Regions from separate parts of the Zea mays genome. Here region 1 is linked to region 2. A link is a contact called in public Hi-C data. All regions are on one chromosome and are shown on one strand. The core of a region is the stretch at or near the end of the contact, and the rest is flanking DNA. Distances in the headings are between cores, read along the strand shown. Region 1 holds the start of LOC100282912. Region 2 holds the start of LOC100194325 (chromatin assembly factor 1 subunit B).

Evidence for each region. A called contact is a pair of places that touch in the nucleus more often than the background predicts.
Region 1: a Hi-C map of ear shows a contact between it and region 2, with 2.1 times the contacts expected there. The contact joins the promoter of LOC100282912 here to the promoter of LOC100194325 in region 2. A contact is called at or near these places in 2 of 25 Hi-C or Micro-C datasets (ear and tassel).

What each region holds. Positions count from the first base shown.
Region 1 is chr6:7,633,393-7,637,671 of Zm-B73-REFERENCE-NAM-5.0, forward strand. LOC100282912 reads left to right here and starts at 2,891. Exons shown (of 10, transcript NM_001155818.1): 1 at 2,891-3,013; 2 at 3,214-3,436; 3 at 3,732-3,810. The coding sequence starts at 3,336.
Region 2 is chr6:7,262,574-7,266,852 of Zm-B73-REFERENCE-NAM-5.0, forward strand. LOC100194325 (chromatin assembly factor 1 subunit B) reads left to right here and starts at 1,830. Exons shown (of 13, transcript NM_001139363.1): 1 at 1,830-2,192; 2 at 2,338-2,452; 3 at 2,577-2,603; 4 at 2,798-2,870; 5 at 2,992-3,095; 6 at 3,184-3,398; 7 at 3,490-3,589; 8 at 3,738-3,804. The coding sequence starts at 2,079.

The DNA.
Region 1 (4,279 bases), core at 1,641-4,140, 370 kb after region 2:
TATTCAATAACAACATTTAGCTCTATAAAGTTTGGAAAATATCTATAAGAGTACAGAAAATCAGCCAAATATTCTAATAAATGTCTAACAACTTGTAAAAGCTTCTCACAACAAAAATATCGAAATATTCTAATGATTGGATCATGATCCAAATATTTATTTACCATTTTTATGTCCTTAATTAATTTTAATTAAAAAATAAATAAAAATAAAATCCTATCTAATTATTAAATTTTATAATACGGAGTATAAAATTAGATCCTACTGCCACCTCTAGCAGTTCTATACTATACTTAAAGCACCAGTTTCAACGGTCGTCATGCGTCATTTTTTTACAAATAACCCCTCACAGCTATTTCAAATTAATCCGCCGCACGTTTATAAACACCAAACGACGCCCGACACGGACTAGATGCACGCGGGCCACAACTATAGCACAGACACGTCATGCCGGCCTGCTAATTGTGTCGGGCCATCCCGTTAGCCCGTCGATCTATTTAATTAAATCAGCGTAACGACGCCCGACACGGGCTAGATGCACGTTAACCACAACTATGGCACAGGCATGTCATGCTGCTCTGCTAACTGTGTCGGGCTAGCCCGTTAGGGCCATCGATCTATTTAATTAAATCATCATAAAATGTTAAAAACCGGTGCACGAGGTGGGGTTCGAACCCATGCCCTGATGGAAGAAGGGTGGGAGACAATAGGTGAAACTGTCTAGCCAGTAGAACATCATGCTAAGATGTTTTTAATAATGAATATAAATTGTATATAGGTATATACGTTTTTTGTAAAATAAAAAAATAATTGTGCCGGGTTGGGCCAGCACTATGGGCCGATACTACAGCCCAATCATGGCACGACGTTCTTTGCTCTTGCAAGCATTAGGTCGTTTCTGAGACCACATTGGTGCAATGGACTACATGGTGTTTGAGGTTGCTGAATTGGATGGAACAGCAATGATTTGTCACACTAACAGCAAAATGAAAGGTTATTTGTTGGTTTTAAACGTTAGTAATTTCTACGAAGTAGCGTAATTTATATGGAGCACGTCCAGTTTTTGTTGATGCCTGACTTTAGCAATCACTCCATATTTTGATCTATCTTTTTTATAAGTTTGACTTCATGAGACTTATTTAATAAACATGATCTCACAAACTTTCTCTTATTTGGCCTCTATATGATGGAATTATATCATTTTATAATCTCTGCTCATTCAGTCAATCGTTGTGAACTCTCTTCTAATCGTTCACTTCATTGGCCGTGTTGTACCAAGACATATTTGTATGAAGTAAACAATAACATCAGTTAGCCAAATCAAAAAATATATTATACAGAGAATGGAGACAATCAATAAAAAATCTTGAAATTTTTTTGATCGACTAGTAGTTTAGAAAAAGGCAGAAACGACTTGCTGCGGCCGTGAGCGGTGAGCCGAAGGGGGCAGCCTGAAACTTCTGGGCCCACGGTAACGACGGCCCTCATGCCAGAGTTGGTGCTGGGCCGAAAGCCGCATTGTTTGAGGCCCATAAAATGAATTTGGGGTTTAAAATTGTAAATCGACGTTACATATTGGTTCTCAGCTCGTTATTTACATCATTTAATAAACAAAAAGGTTGGAGATAGATCGATATATAGAAGACGCAATGAAATATATTTTTTGACCACGGCATCACCTGTTTACATATGATGATGATGATACCGTAGCATTAATTCCTCGGGCAGAGAAAGGTTGCTGCACCATTCTGACCTCCTTAATGAACCAGCATACCTGACAAGTACTCCAATTCCATGGCCTGTCATTGTTGATGTCAGGTGATTTTACTGACAGTACTACACAACCGTCTCAGTGTCTGTCTGGAGTCAGTCTTTTTTACCATTGGCCGGTGATCATCGTCAGTAGTGCTCTGCTGCCGCTAGTATCACTGCATATCAGGCTGGCTGTTATCATCTGGCAAGCCATGAAGTGACAATCTTACTGACAGCTCTCTTTCTTTCTTGTTTTCTCGGTACTAATCCATTTCACACAGATCTTGCAGCATCGAGCAATACAATCTACACCGACAAGTGTCAAACAAGTACTAGCATGACTTGACTAATGGTGGACTAAAGTGGCTCGGCTAGCCGGTCGTACATGTGTTTTCTTCACTACCAATCCAATCTGGAACTGGTAGTAGCAACGTCAACGACTCAATTTAGAGACGACTCCTCCTAGTGCCACTGAAAACCTCACAATTCACACGACTCCTAACCACACATCACTTCCACGTGGGCTCACGCGCGCCGGGCCCCCACCAGCCAGCGTCCCAAACCCGCGTGTCCGCGCACGCCGCCAAAAGCAGTCGCGCCCAGGCTAGCACTAGCGCGGCGCCGGGCCAGGCCAACCCACGTGCCGCCCCCGCGGGCCACTCGCCGCTGGGCCCAGGGCCCTCCACCCCAACCCCACACCACCACCCACCGGACGCGTCGGTCGGCCCCACGTGGAGGGTACACGCCGTGTCGGGCGGCGTGGACCTGGTGGGGCCCAGCGGTGAGCGGAACGCACACGCCGCTCCCCTCCTCCCTCCTTTCTCCTCTGCTGTGCTGCCTGCCCCGCTCGCCTTTTTTTTGGTTGCCCCGCGTTGTTTTGCGCATAGGACCCTGTGCTTTTTCCATATACTTCGGTAATGGAGCGGTTCCAGATGGTCGTCGGTCAACTTTTCCATCCCCAGCCTCCCTGCTGCAGGCGCCGGTGAATGGATGGACCGAGCTCGGACTCGATTCTTTTTACCGGCAGGTCAATTGGTACCGACAAGCCCACACCAGAAATGTTCAGGGTGTAATCTGCAAACAAAAAGACAAGACATGTCCTTTCCTTAATCCCTACTCGCTTCCAGACTGCCCCCTCCTCGAGCCCTCGCCCGCGTTCGCCCCCGGCTGGGATCACCGCGCGTTTGCCGGCGCCATGGCCGTCGCAGTCGCCGTCGCCAGCCAAAATCCACTAGCAGCGCGTAACCTCCTGCCGATCTAGGTTGGTGCGCGCTACCGCTTCCCTCCCCTTCTGCTCCCCGTCGACGCCATCTCCTCAGCCCCAGATTGCATCTCCCTCTTCTTCCTCTGGTTCTTTCGGCCCGGGCAGAATGCCTCTTTTTTTTCTTCTTCTTCTTACTCGCAGGCTGCGGGCTTATGCTCGAAGGCGCGATCTTTACGCTCGGAGTGGCTTCGTTTCAGGAGACGGGGGATTTCTTCTCGCCCTTTTCCTCGCCTTGCGGCTGCGGAATACCGGGGCCGGCCTGGATTTGCTCGAGAGTGAGAGGAAGGCGTAACAGTGTGAAGGAGGCGCGGGGGACAATATGGCTGCGGAAATGGTGAAAGCGGCGACGAGCGACAAGCTCAAGGAGATGGATTGGGCAAAGAACATCGAAATCTGCGAGCTCGTGGCGCAGGATCCTGGGTATGCTTGCCATCCCCCCTCCTGTTTTTTTTCCCTTTCGGAACCATTGGTTACCGAGTAGCATTGCAACTTTTGCTGGCTGAAGCCTGTGACGATGAATTCGCCCTTACCGTCACGATTTCTTTCCGGAGAATCGATCTGGGAGCGATATCAGTTTCTCGTTGCCAGTTGGCTATGATTTTTTTTCTTGTTGCACATAAGTCGTGGCTCGTGGGTTGCCATTTGGAAAAGGGTGGGTTTTTTTTTGTTCACTTGAATGATGTGTTGATTTTCTGTTTCCTGTCACTGCCACCAGGAAAGCGAAGGATGTGATCAAGTCTGTAAAGAAGTGTATAGGGAGCAGGAGCAAGACCACTCAACTCTTTGCTGTTATGGTGAGTTGTTTTCACAGAAGCAGCCCTCCTGGATCCTGATTCCACCATCAACTATTCAACTGGCGCGCTATAGTTATCTAGATGACTATGATAGACACAGGAACATATTTGTTCTTTATTTGATCATGGATCATAGACATGTAAAGAAGGAATGGCGACCTGTACTTTTTGCTCACGCAGCCACCCACAATGGAAAAGTCGACGAAGGAAAAAAGAGCCACTCTTGCTAATGTTTACTGCTCATTTGATGTAAAAGGGGGCATGGAAGTACTTCACACGTTTTCTTGTCTGCTGGGATGATTCTTTGCTTTATTTATGTCTTGATTTTTTTAAACTCTTATTTTAGGTCTTGGTCCTGATGTCACTGTACCTAAATGGCCTATCATTTCTCATATGTTTTTAAATTAATTAGCTCACATTACATAATGTGCGAATGTGTTTTTATGGTTAAGCTATAGTCTTGATTCAG
Region 2 (4,279 bases), core at 580-3,079:
AGAATGAACTTCTGGCTTATTGTTGCCTACTATTTGCTCATGCTCCAGCCTCCAGCTAATTTCAGTGCCCGCCACAGAAGATGAAGCATGGGCTATTCAAGCTCTAGAGTCAAGGTGGAAGAGATTTTGACATATCCGTAGAAATGAAGTTCTACTAATTTCGCTTACATACATAGGCATATGACTGGTGCTTGTTTTCTACTTGAACTTAGGTAGCAGTCGTGGTTCGTTCTCGATAATACTATTTGCTTTTTTTACACAGCTGGTGTTAATGACATAGGTTGTATGGTCCTTGATGAACAAGCAATACCTGGGGTCATAGATTGTCTGCATGCATGCTAGATGAGACAAAAATAGCCAGCCGGGGGTGTTTGGATTCACAGCAGATGGTTGAGAAGCGCAATGCGCAAAAACTGACATAAAGACAACCATTTTGTTAGCGGGTGATTTGTTGCAAAACTCTAGGAACTCCTCAGTTGGCCTAAAACAACGTGTTTCTGTACTGGTTGATCTGTTTTTGCAGGGTAGCTAAGCAGTTTCGCAACTAATCATTTGCCTTTGGACAACCGTGTTGAAACAAGGATCGGTCCCGCATCTATACATGTCATTAGCCACACAGCTCAGGAAAACCTTAGCCCCCCATTTGTTCTCCTAAACATACATATTTTTTTTCTTAGAAATATCTTAGAATTATATTTTTGGGTGTATCGGCATGAGCATGAGCATGATCATGAGGTGTAAAATCATTGTAGATCCGTAAAAAGCTAGAATGATGCTTGGATCGAACTTATCCTTGATCATGATTTGTGGTGCTAAGGGAACAGTGATAGATTGATTTGAGGTTTGCAGGTGTAATCATGTGTATAATAACCTTTTTATTTTTCCTCTGTCCGTGTGGTGTAGTACCTGAAAAGCAAAATGATGCCTGCATTTGTTGTGCTTATTGCTGTTAAATATTTTTCTAATTCTAACAGGTCAGTGCCTTGCTTCCTAGCTGTAGCTAGAATGCATGGCCTTATACTTTTATCTGCTTTGCTTGGACTCTACATCAGATAGAGCCTTGAGGGCATTCATTCATGTGGCCAAGTGTTGGTTTGTAATCTCCCTTGCTGGTGAATTCCTAGAGACAATTTGGGGATTTGTTGTGATGAGAAGGTTTTATTGGGCTTTTGGGCCCGGGGAGTCACGTGTTGTGATCTCATCACTCCTCAAGTGCCATCTTGGCGTTCTGCACTTGAATGGTGATGGTTCGTGAGATATGATTAGGAGTGGTGATGGATTATGTCTTTTCACAATTTGTTTGAACCCTTTAATTAATTTTAGTTCAAAAGTGAATAAAAATAAAACATGATTCTGATCCGATCTGATCCTTAATTTTATAGTGTAAAATTTATAGCTCGTTACCACCCTATATGTGATTGAGAATTTAAGATTAGTGGATTTGACTTCTGACCGGTTGTTGCCTGCTAATGTCTCGTTTACTGGAATCCTAAGAGAGGACTGAAGAACAAACCTAACAATATGGTACATACAATATTTGTAGCCTAGACGTCGCTCTCCATGCTCCCCACCTCGTGGCAACGCACGGACACATACCTATTTATATATAAGTTATCATGGTATTATATGTCTTCGTTGCAACGCACGGGCACTCACCTAGTGTTGCTGTCAACTAGAGTTACTGATTGGGCCTGTTTGGTCTGTAGCTCGGCCCATAAACCGCGTCCAATCTTAAGAAACCCGCCCAACCCACGCACATAAAGTAACTGGGCCGCCGATTAGCCTACTCAAGGTTCGGCCCAGATCTCGCTTCCAGCGCCAGAATCCAAAAGAAAACTTACAAGGGCGCGGCAACAGAGCGAGAGGCGCGCGCGCAGTCCCCTCTACTTCCCGCCGCTGGCCGTTTCCCTTCCCCCCAATCCAAACCCTAGAGAGAGAGAGAGAGAGTGTGTAGTGTGTGTGTGTGAGAGAGAGGGGGATTGGAGGCGAAGGCAGCGGGCTAGCGCTAGCGGAGGAGGAGAGATCCGCTGAGGTGGAACGCCCGATCGGCGGAGCCCCATCCACCACCACTCCACAAGATGCGGGGCGGGACGCTGCAGATCAACTGGCACGACCAGCAGCCGGTGCTCAGCCTCGACTTCCACCCCGTCTCCCGCCGCCTCGCCACAGCCGGAGCGGACCACGACGTCAAGGTTGGTTGCCACCCGCCCCTCTCCTCTCCTCTCCTCCACCGCCATTGCTCTATCTCTCGCTGATTCGAGATTTGCCCCCCGCCCCCCCCCCCCCCCCCTCCCCCATTTCGGCGTCTTCGTTCCGTGACTGGTTCCGGGATCGCAGATCTGGGAGGTAGCGTCGGACGGCAAGCTCCCCACCGCCACCTTCAAGACCGGCCTGGTCCCCAACACCACCGCCCACAGCTCCGCGGTCAACGTCCTCCGGTTCTCCCCTTCAGGTACACCCATTTCTGATCTTCTGTCCTGTCCCTGGCTTTCAGCCCTATACATACAACAGAGACATGTAAAGTCTCCTTCAGTCTCTGCGCATATGTAACTGACTGACTCTCTTTCCTGCTGCAGGGGAGTATCTCGCCTCCGGTGCTGATGGTACGCTCAATTTGGCATCTAGGATTATATGCCAAGTCATAATTAGTTTTTCCCAACCATCCTAAAATGGAACGAGTTTTTTTGCTAATCATTGTAAAATGGAGTTGCCTTTTGATAATCATATAAAGTGAAATTAATTAGTTTGGCCAATATTCATTGCACCGAAACAATATGATTCATAATGTGATGGACAGGTGGCGGCATCACCCTCTGGAAACTGCATCCCGCTGACGACGGCGAGGCATGGAAAATTCACAAGACGTTACTGTGAGTTCTGCTCACTGAAATAGACCCCCCCCCCCCCCCCCCCCCCCCCCCCCCGCGCAAACCGGCCCACTTCTTTGGAGGCTTGCTAAGTGGTAACCTGCCTTTTTTGTTTCATTCACAGATTCCATCACAAGGATGTTCTTGACCTTCAGTGGTCGCATGACAGCACATTTCTTGTTTCTGCATCAGTCGACAACACTTGCATAATTTGGGAAGCTAGTAAAGGTGACTCCCACTACAGTATGCGATCCGTTATTTGCAGCAGCATGAATTCTATCGTAACTTTTATGCCTGATATCCGATTTTTTCTCAGGCACAGTGCAACAAAAGCTAGAGGGACATCTGCATTATGTTCAGGGTGTGGCATGGGATCCTTTGGGCCAGTATATTGCTTCACTGAGTTCTGACAGAACCTGTAAAATATATGCAAAAAAGCCTCAGGGCAAATCCAAGAACGCGGAGAGGTTGAACTTTGTTTGCCAGCATACACTAGTGAAGGTAGAATACCAGAATCATGATGAATCTAAGGTGGGTTTTTGCTCTCCACTCATTGCTACAGCATCTGAATGAATGCATGCTGAGTTTAACATAGCAATATATAATCCTTTTTGTCTTGCAGCCACCAACCAAATCTCATTTGTTTCATGATGAGACACTACCATCTTTCTTCCGAAGGTTGGCATGGTCACCTGATGGATCTTTTCTAGTATTGCCAGCAGGTATATGTTGTTTTTGCATTAGTGTTTACTGATAGTTAAGCTCTTGTTTCTTAAGCTTCAAAGTTTGTTCACTGGTTGCATGTTTATTTTCAGCAAATTCTCTATCACCATAAGCCTCTGAACAGATTTTTTCCCCTATCTTCATCAGGCCTTTCTAAACACTCCTCCGAGGTGATTAATACAGCTTATGTAATGTCCAGGCGTGACCTCTCAAGGTAGCCGATATACTACTTGAAGCAACCAATGTGTTCTCCGTTCTTGACATGCGAAGAAAGGGACCAATATGGTCAAGCTCAACATTTCAACTGATACTTAAAATAATATAATTAGGGCTAGACGAAAAATAGTCTCTCGTTAGCTCGCTCGACTTGTTTACTTTTCTTAACGAGTCAAGCTAGAATTTTAGATCATTAAGTTAATGAGTTAGCTCGAGCTGGCTCGCAAACTAGCTCACGGGCTAAATGAGCCATGTACTTTGTAGTTTGACAGCCTAAACCAGTAACAATTTGGCTTAGCTTTATGTTATACGCAGGAGATTGAAGTCTAGAAATGATGTATACCGTGCATTAGACTTATTTATTTATTTGTCATGATGTATGCATAGAATAAACTAGTGTCTATGGATTTATGCATTGGTTGCAATAGTTAAGCTAGCTCGCGAGCTAAATGAGCTGGCTTACAAGCTAAACA